Regions from separate parts of the Mus musculus genome. Here all the other regions are linked to region 3. The links are chromatin contacts, called in public HiChIP or PLAC-seq and promoter capture Hi-C maps. All regions are on one chromosome and are shown on one strand. Each heading gives the region's core, a stretch centred on a gene start, on an enhancer-like site or on the middle of the called end of the contact. The rest is flanking DNA. Distances are from core to core; before and after follow the strand shown.

What was found. Promoter capture Hi-C pulls out the DNA fragments that hold promoters and counts their contacts. HiChIP or PLAC-seq counts read pairs in DNA pulled down with a chosen protein or histone mark.
Region 1: a contact with region 3 is called in a promoter capture Hi-C map of pre-B cells, with 4 times the contacts expected there. The contact joins the promoter of Akip1 here to the promoter of Rnf141 in region 3. A contact is called at or near these places in 1 of 39 promoter capture datasets (pre-B cells) and 1 of 484 Hi-C or Micro-C datasets (regulatory T cells).
Region 2: an HNF4G HiChIP or PLAC-seq map of pancreatic cancer cells shows a contact between it and region 3. The contact joins the promoter of Parva here to the promoter of Rnf141 in region 3. A contact is called at or near these places in 1 of 39 promoter capture datasets (liver) and 1 of 115 datasets of contacts at active chromatin or transcription factors (pancreatic cancer cells).

The regions. Positions count from the first base shown.
Region 1 is chr7:109,702,315-109,705,014 of GRCm38.p6, reverse strand. It overlaps Akip1 (A kinase (PRKA) interacting protein 1), which reads right to left and starts at 1,337. Exons shown (of 6, transcript NM_020616.2): 1 at 1,239-1,337; 2 at 845-1,069; 3 at 1-64. The coding sequence starts at 1,063. It also overlaps a transcript of Denn2b not described here.
Region 2 is chr7:112,426,305-112,429,004 of GRCm38.p6, reverse strand. It overlaps Parva (parvin, alpha), which reads right to left and starts at 1,299. Exons shown (of 13, transcript NM_020606.5): 1 at 905-1,299. The coding sequence starts at 1,040.
Region 3 is chr7:110,842,996-110,845,695 of GRCm38.p6, reverse strand. Rnf141 (ring finger protein 141) reads left to right here and starts at 1,315. Exons shown (of 6, transcript NM_025999.3): 1 at 1,315-1,357.

The sequences.
Region 1 (2,700 bases), core at 88-2,587, 1.1 Mb after region 3:
TATAGTCCATGAATTCAGCCATTGCTCCGAAGGAAGAGCTAAGGGTTGGGCACCTTTCTTCTCTCTGTTGTAATAAATGGCAAGTCATAGGTGAGACCTACAAATCCCCTACTGGAGAAGGACATCATTTGAGAAATAGCCCTTTTTCACTTTTAGGAAAGCTTCTGCAAGCTGAAACTGGTAAGAAGGATCTTGCTGAGAAAAAAAAAAAAAAATCCAACTCTGTAAACTAGATGTGCAATTTATCCAGGAACTAAAATAACTGGTTGGCTGGCTTTACTCACTATTGAGTAATGGGAAAGAACTGTTATTGTTGTTTATGATTTTTTGAGACAAGATCACATGTACACTAGGAAGACTTTGTACTTGATCCTTAGCCCCGACCTCCCAAGTTCTGGCACCACACTAAGAATTGTATTTATTTACTTTAGACAGGGTTTCACTAGGTAACACACGATGGCTTGAAACTTGCTATGTAGAACAGGCTAATCTCGAACTCAAGAGATCTGTCTGCTTCTGCCTCCTGGATGCTGAGATTAATGGTGTGCACCACCACACCCGGTAAGAAATTTTATGTTATAAGTAAGCAGAATACTACTATTCTTTTGTTATTCAAAAAGAATTGGGTCACACCGTGCTTGTACACAACCTCTTTAATACTAGTACCTAAATCGTAGGCAAGAGTTCAAGGCCAGCCTGGGCTATACGAGACCGTGTCAAAAGCAGTTTCCAAACAACGTTTCCACTTTTGCTCCAATGCGTTACATCTTCTGGACATGGGAGGCTTCCTCCCGCCCAGTGGCGGCGGAGAATGACTAGACAGTCCCCCAGCTCCCGGCCTCACCTCTCCTAGGAGGCGCTGGGAACCAGGGACCGACCATCTTTCCTGGTAGGGGCCCTGGCGGTAAAGGACCCCCACGTTGCCTCTGGATCGCTCTGGAGAATGCCAGTCCACTGCCCTCCTCTTGGCGCGCTCCAATACTTCCCTCCCCAGCCGAGCAGAGCGCTGGAGCGAGCGCCGGTCCACTCCGTTCAGCGCCGCGGCCGCCAGACAGTATTCCATGTCTCCCTGGACACATACACAGACAAGTCAACTAGGCCCGGATCCGGGCGGCAACTTCCCCGCGACCCCAACTCCCCCTTCGCCTGCATCGCGCAATCCAAGTGGGGAGGAACTAGCAGGCAGGACCCCTGCCCCTTGCACTTCCGCCTCTCAGACCCTGGGTACAGCCCCTCACCCGGCCTGCTTCTCCGGGCGCACGCGCATAGCGCTCACACGGACACGCCTTCCGTGTTCCCGCGGCCCTTCTTTCGCGCCAGTTGCCAAGCTAACTGCTGCGCGCCGTGGGCGGGGCCTGGCGATGGGCGGAGCCGGTGTGGGCGGGGCCGGGTCGAGGGGCACGTGGGCCCAGCCTTAATCAGCTTCAGACGCGAAGCGGGCGCTTGTTGTCGTTCGAGGACTTTCTTGCCGCGACAGGTCAGTGTGGATCCCGTGACTCGTTGCGCTAAAAACATTTGTGAGAGTAGGTGCATGCGGACCGTATTCAGGGGTCTCGCCACTCCAGAACCACTTTTGTGTGAGGAGGTGATGAGGCTAGCGGACCAACGCGACTGAGGAGGTAGTGCTGGGGAAAGGGCATTCTGTCAGAAGAACTCTCAAGGCTGGGGATGGAGGCCAGACGGAGGTCTTGGAACTGTGGGTGAGGGGACTGGTAAGACTCCAGGGGATGGCAGGTATTTCTTGGCAGGTTGGTAGAGGATGTAGTGGAGTGGTGAGTGGGGAATCCCGTCATTCCCTTCCTGCAGCTTCCTCATTCCTCCCTTGGAAGAACAGATTCACACAATTTTGTTGGAGGTTTATTTGTTTGTTTGTTTTTGACAGTCTCACTGTGCAAACCCTCACTATGTAGACCAGGCTGGCTTTCAGTCTCTTTGGTCCTGGGATCTGGACCTACCATTCAAGCATCAATCGTATCACTTTTTAAAGTAAGAAATGGATCAGATACCTTTCAGAACACCATGGGGCTATGGTGAAAGCCCTGGGTCTCAGCGGGAGTGACACCCCCTGGTGAGCAGCAGGGCGTGAATGGGGAGAAAGTTCCACTTTAAGGAACATTGCTCAGTGCGGGGTGGGTCCCTCACAGGACACAAAGGAATTCTCAGTCCTTAAGTAGTGTGAATAGAGAAACATTTGCCCACAAACCTAGCTACCTGAGATTCCTTGAAATCCATGCCAGAAGCCAGGATCTGTAGTGTGCATCTGTCAGCCCTACCCTGCAACAGTGACATAAGAGGTGAGGACAGGAAATTGGCTAGAACTCCTGGACTAGACACCTTGAATTATATAGTCTAGCAGTAGCAACAAGCAAGACCCTGCCTTACACATGGCAGAAGGTGAGAACGGACTCCCAAAAGTTGTCCTCAGACCTCCATACACTTTCTTTGGCACACATGTACTACATTCACACACATAAAAAATGAGTAAAAAGTAGTCTAGTTCTTATTGATGAATGATTCTCACTTCAACTTCAGGATCTAGGTAGCCTCTATTCTGATTGACATCCCCATAAATTTGCCTTTTTCTGGCGATTCATACAAATAAAATCATATGGTATGTGGCCCTTTGGACCGGTCTCTTTCATTTAGATTACTTTGAGGCTTGTCTGAGTTATAGTATATAGTACATTGTCATCCCTTTTT
Region 2 (2,700 bases), core at 50-2,549, 1.6 Mb before region 3:
CCACAAAGTTCTGCCTGGGCTACACAAGACTAAGCACAAGGCTAAAGAGTCTCAAAAGAGAAAGAATAAGACCGCGGTGCTCACGCAGTAGACCTAAGGCCCTCTAAATCCAATCCCAGCCATGCCAAAGAGGAAAACATTTTAAACCCCTTTTTATTCACACACCTATCGCCACATTGATTTTTAGAATCATCACTGCATTTCCTACGCCCAAATGTGAGTTGTAAATTCTGCCTACGGGGGAAAAAGTACTTTCCACAGAAACTATTCTGGAAACAAAAAATGAGATTGCTGCAATTCACTGTGGTGGGAAAAAGAAATCTTTTCTTTTTCTTTAAATAAAACTTGGAATGGAATGTCCAGGTTCACAGCAGGGTCACAGTCCTTAGGTGTAGTGAGTTTATCTCACCATTCCTCAATCCCCCCCCCCCCAACTTCGGCACGTTCTTCTCTCAGTCAGTCAACTAACATTTTATACAGATCATCAAAGTCCACACAAGTCCAGGGAGCCCGCGAGAGATCCAAGGAGGCCATTGCAGCTGCAGCAAAAGACCTGAAGGCGCCCAGGAAACGACGGCGCAACAGACCAATGAAGGCTGAGAGCGGGGAATGACGGCGCCCGAGAAAACTTTCCAGCAGAAACTTGGCAAATGCCAGTCCTCGGGCGCGCAGAGGGCGGGGACAGCGGCCTAGGGGAGAGCACAGGGGACCGGCTGGGCCTGGGCTCTGGGACAACAGCCACCCAAAGCCTGGGCTCCGCCTGTGGACCAGAGATGACACCGACCCGGTTAGGGCTTTGGAGGCGACATGGGGACACTGAGAGGCGCGCCCAGGCACTGCCAGGGGGGTCTCCCACTTCCAGGCTCCCGATCCCTGCAGCGCCCACGGCCTCGGCTGTTCCTACCTTCTTTGGCTTTCTTCCTCCGGGCCAGCGTCCCTCCGAGTTTCCCCAAGAACGAGTCATCCTTCTTGCGGGACGGAGGCGACTTGGGAGTGGGTGATTTGGGGACCAAGGGCGACTTCTGTGGGGATGTGGCCATGGCGGCTGGACGCGGAGCTGGAGCTGGGCGGCCGCGGCGGGCGGCGGCGGGACTGAGGCTGCGGCTTTCCAAACGGAAGCGGAATTATTCCAGGCATTTGAGGCAGCTCGCTCGCCTTTCCCGTCCCTCGCTCCCTCCCTCGCGCCGCCCTCCGCCCTGCGAGGAGCTGCTGCGCCTGGGGCCCCCGTGCCCAGGGCTGCCCTGGCTACGAGGATGCCCTGGCTTGCCGCTTGCTGGGGGCTATAGACGCAGGGGCAAGTGCATGCTAGGGGGACGTGAGGTCTTATCTGGAGCTTGGAAGCCTTCACTTCTCTGCTTTGCATACACACACACACACACACACACACACACACACACACACACACACGCGTCAGAATCCGCAGGGAATCAGCCCTGTGACCCTATTTCCCAGCTGCTGCGGTCTCTTGCTCTACCTCCTGCATGGATGGGTTCCTATACTGTTAGTACTTTTGTCTCACAAAGAAGTCAAGGATCTAAAATGGGCTCTGGTCCCAACAGACTTCCCGTTCAACTTCTGCATGAATCTGCGGACTTCCACCTTCTCCTGTCCACACTCAAACAAAGCTGGAAGTCCACGACGGCAGACGCTCATCTATCTAGCCAAGAGCAATAGAATTAGTTCCAGACTCTCTTGACCTGACGCTGGAGTCACACCAGGCAGTTTTAAAGATTCATGCTGGAGATGTTTAGGAGTCCTGCGTACTTTTACTGTGCTTCTTCGTCCTAAGTTGTGGCTTGACCATCTCTTTCCCATTCTTTCAGGATACCTTGGTCATACACCAGCGGGAAGAGTTACATAACTGTTTCCACAGCTCTTTCCGTGATGGGGCATAAACAAATATCTATGTCTCCTTCCCAGAGCACCACCACCAAATTACCTTTTCCCTGAAATCAAGCTTGGGATCCAATGAGTTTATCAGACTTACAGAGCCTGGGGAAGGAGTCACCTACAGGAATGTGGGCGGGCCCCAAAGCAGCTGCACTACTGCAAATTTCTACCCCAGGGCGGATGACTTCCCCTAACTGTCTAAATGGAATCCCCTTCAGCTAATCTTCAACAGACTACTACTCTAACACCTCCAGTGACCACGTGGAATTAGGACAGAATGACCTAGTAGGGTTACAAGAGGGAGTGGCCAGAATTGAGATGAAAATTCAGTGACTGTCCCTGCTCCATCCTTCTATAAGGGAACATCAATAAACAGGGTCGGTCTCTAGGTCAGGAGTCGAGTGGGAAGGGAGGTCGCAAGTTCTCACATCTGCTTAGATGAAGATGGTGGCTGTCTTGCTCTGAGGAGGGCTTTCCACATGTACACTACACACACTGATGGAATCTGACTGAACCTCTGACTCAGAGGGAGCAAGATTTTGAACTGAGCTGGAGAAATCGGTCCAGCAGTTGGGCACTAGGTTGTGATCTAGTGCCCAGCTAGGCAGCAGTGTCTGTTCTCAGCCAGAGGCACGTGTTGATGAGTGACATGCATGTTGGTGATGAGAATGTGTGTCTTAACTTCCTTCCTATTGTTCTGATAAATCCCAGAACCGGAAGCAACCTAGAGAGGAGAGGGTTTATTTTACCTGTAAGGTAGCAGTCCATCACGGAGGGAAGTCAAGGCAGGAGTCTGGAGGCAGAAATCGG
Region 3 (2,700 bases), core at 66-2,565:
ACACTGTAGTGTTTCCTACCTGACACCACCCGCTAAGCAACCACTGATCTGATTTTGCCACTAAAGATTCCTGGGGGCGGGGGCTATTCTAGAAAATTTTTTTGGAAGGTCTATCTTCTTTCAGCCTAAGTATTTCAGGCTCATCCACATTGTTAAGTGTGTCAATCATGTATTCTTTATTATTGCTGAGTAATATTCCATTGTGTGACTTTATTTCAGTTGTTTTCCATTCACCTGTTGATATGTTGTCATAGGGTTTCTACTGCTGTGAAGAGACACCATGATCAGAGAAACTCGTATAAAGGAAAACAATTCATTGGGGCTGACTTAGAATTCCGTGGTTTAGTCCATAATAGTCATGGTGGGAAGCATGGCAGCACACAGGCAGACATGCTGGAGAGGTAGCTGAGAGTTCTACATCTGGATCAGCAGGCAGCAGGAAGAGAGAGTGACACTGGGTCTGACCTACGCATCTGAAAACTCAAAGCCCACCCCTAGTGACATATTTTCTCCAACAAAGCCTTATCTATTGCAGCAAGGCCACACTTCCTAATAGTGCCATTCCCTGTGGGCCTATGGGGACCATTTTCATTCAAACCACCACATCAGGTATCTGATGTTGGTGTACTAGTCTTCATGTGGATCTATTCTAGAAGCAGGATGACTGGACTATGTGGTTGGAATGTTTGTGCTTAGGTTTTAAAGAAATGGCCACAATCTCGTTCCACAATGATTGTATCATTTTACATCCCCAACAGACAATCTGAACAGATTTGTTCAGCATCTTTGTCAATATTTAATACAGTTCTTTTCATTTTAGCCACTGTGGTATTGTATTGATAATTCACTTCCCTTCTAATTTGCATAATGGTCTCAGACATCATTTCATGTGCTTATTTGCTATCCATAAATCTAAAAGGCTAGTCTAGTCTTTGGCCATTTAAAAAAATTGTGGGTTTTTTTGTTGTTGTTGTTGTTTTTTTTTTTTTTGGGGGGGGGAGGGGTAAGAATTGTGTATTCTAATTAGAAGTCCTTTGTTAAATATATTTTGCTTTTCCAAAGCCTGTGACTTGCCTCTTCATTTTTTTGTCCTTTTTTACAAAAGTATTTAATTTTATTGATTTCTATGTATGTGACTATTTTGCCTACAGGTGTGTGTCAGCAGCCTTGAGCTACAAAAACCTCCAAAGCCAACAGGGGGGGGTGGAGCTCCGTCTCCAGGCAACGCGCGAGGGCGTGGCCTTACGTCACTGAGGTGCGACTGGTTTGCGGGCCGCGCCGCTGCCGCCTAGCGGGTTTAGCTAAGCAGCAGCCGAGGCGGTGTCCCTGGTGCGAGGAGAGCGATGCCTTGAACTGGGTGAGCCTTGCAGCGCCGCCCCTTCGCTGTGTCCCTTCCCAGCCACTCCACGGTCCTGGAGTAGGGAGTGGAGGCCCGGGCAGCACCAGGGTGTGAAACCGGGCTTCAGAGGAGCTAGGGCCCCTTGTCAGGGCCTCGGCTGCGGGCTTTGGGCACCGATTCCTGGGCGGGTGGAGACTCTGGGTCCGCCTTCTCGGTGGCGGTGGAGACTCTGGGTCCGCCTTCGCGGTGGTGCTGAGGAGAGCTTTCAGAGATCAGCTCGAGCGGTTTTGAATCTTGGCGCTGGCGCACTGAGCAGTTTAGCTGTTGGTTAGCAGAGCAGGTGCGCCAAGGAGGGGCTGAGGGGCGGGTGCTGGGGCCAGGGCGGCAGGGTGGCCACAGGGCAAGGCTTCTGAGGGAGAGCCTGGGCCCGTGGTGTCGGCCAGCCCTCCTACTAAACCCGCCCCGGCAGTGCACCCGGGCCCTTGCTTGTCAAGCTAATTGCTACCTTTTGAGGACCGACATTAAAAAAAAAGTTTCCTTGCTAATCATAATTGTAGGGTAAGTTGCCTTCTGTGTGCAGTTTCATTACAAAACTGTGGGGTTACTGTTGTTGCAATTTGTCTCCAGCCTACCTTCATATTCTTCATATTCCGACCCAGCCCCATTTCCTGATGCCCAGCATTTCTTGTCCTTCTTCTGGAGTACATGTAGCTCCAGTAACACTCCCAGTTGCTTTTAATCCGTGCTTCTCAAACTAAGACCATCTTTTCCACACCCCCTTACCGTGCTTGCTATAGAATGAAATTCACCCTTTAGACTTTTACTTGGGCTTGAACTGTCACCCGACCAATGGTCCTGATAGTTGTCCTTGAAAAGTAATGCCTTCTGAATTCAGAGCCCTCAGGACTTGCGTGGATTTTGTTTTACCCCTTTTGTGCTGGCTGGTTTCGGTTTCTGTCTTAACATGATTGTGTTTTTCAAGACTATGTTATCTTTGTCATTTGGCGTAAGGGAACCATATATATAAGGGACATATAGGATAGATATTCTCTGAATATATCTAAATTCTTTTAACTAGAGGAAGTTGATTTCTCTTTCTAAAAAGGTAGAGAAGGTGCAAAGAGAATATTTTTCTTTCTAAGTCAGAGTGTACTTACTACTTGGTGTGTGCTTTGTCAGGCTGTCTATAATACTTGCCAATTTTCCAAGAATCCATGAAAGGATGAATGGATAATCTATAAGGAAAATTAACAACTGGTGCTATTAGAACTCCAGCACTTACTCAGTACTCTGTTTGTTTATAGGTTTTCAGGTTTTATTTTATTTTATTGAGATTTCTTTAGTTTTATTTCTCCTCCTTA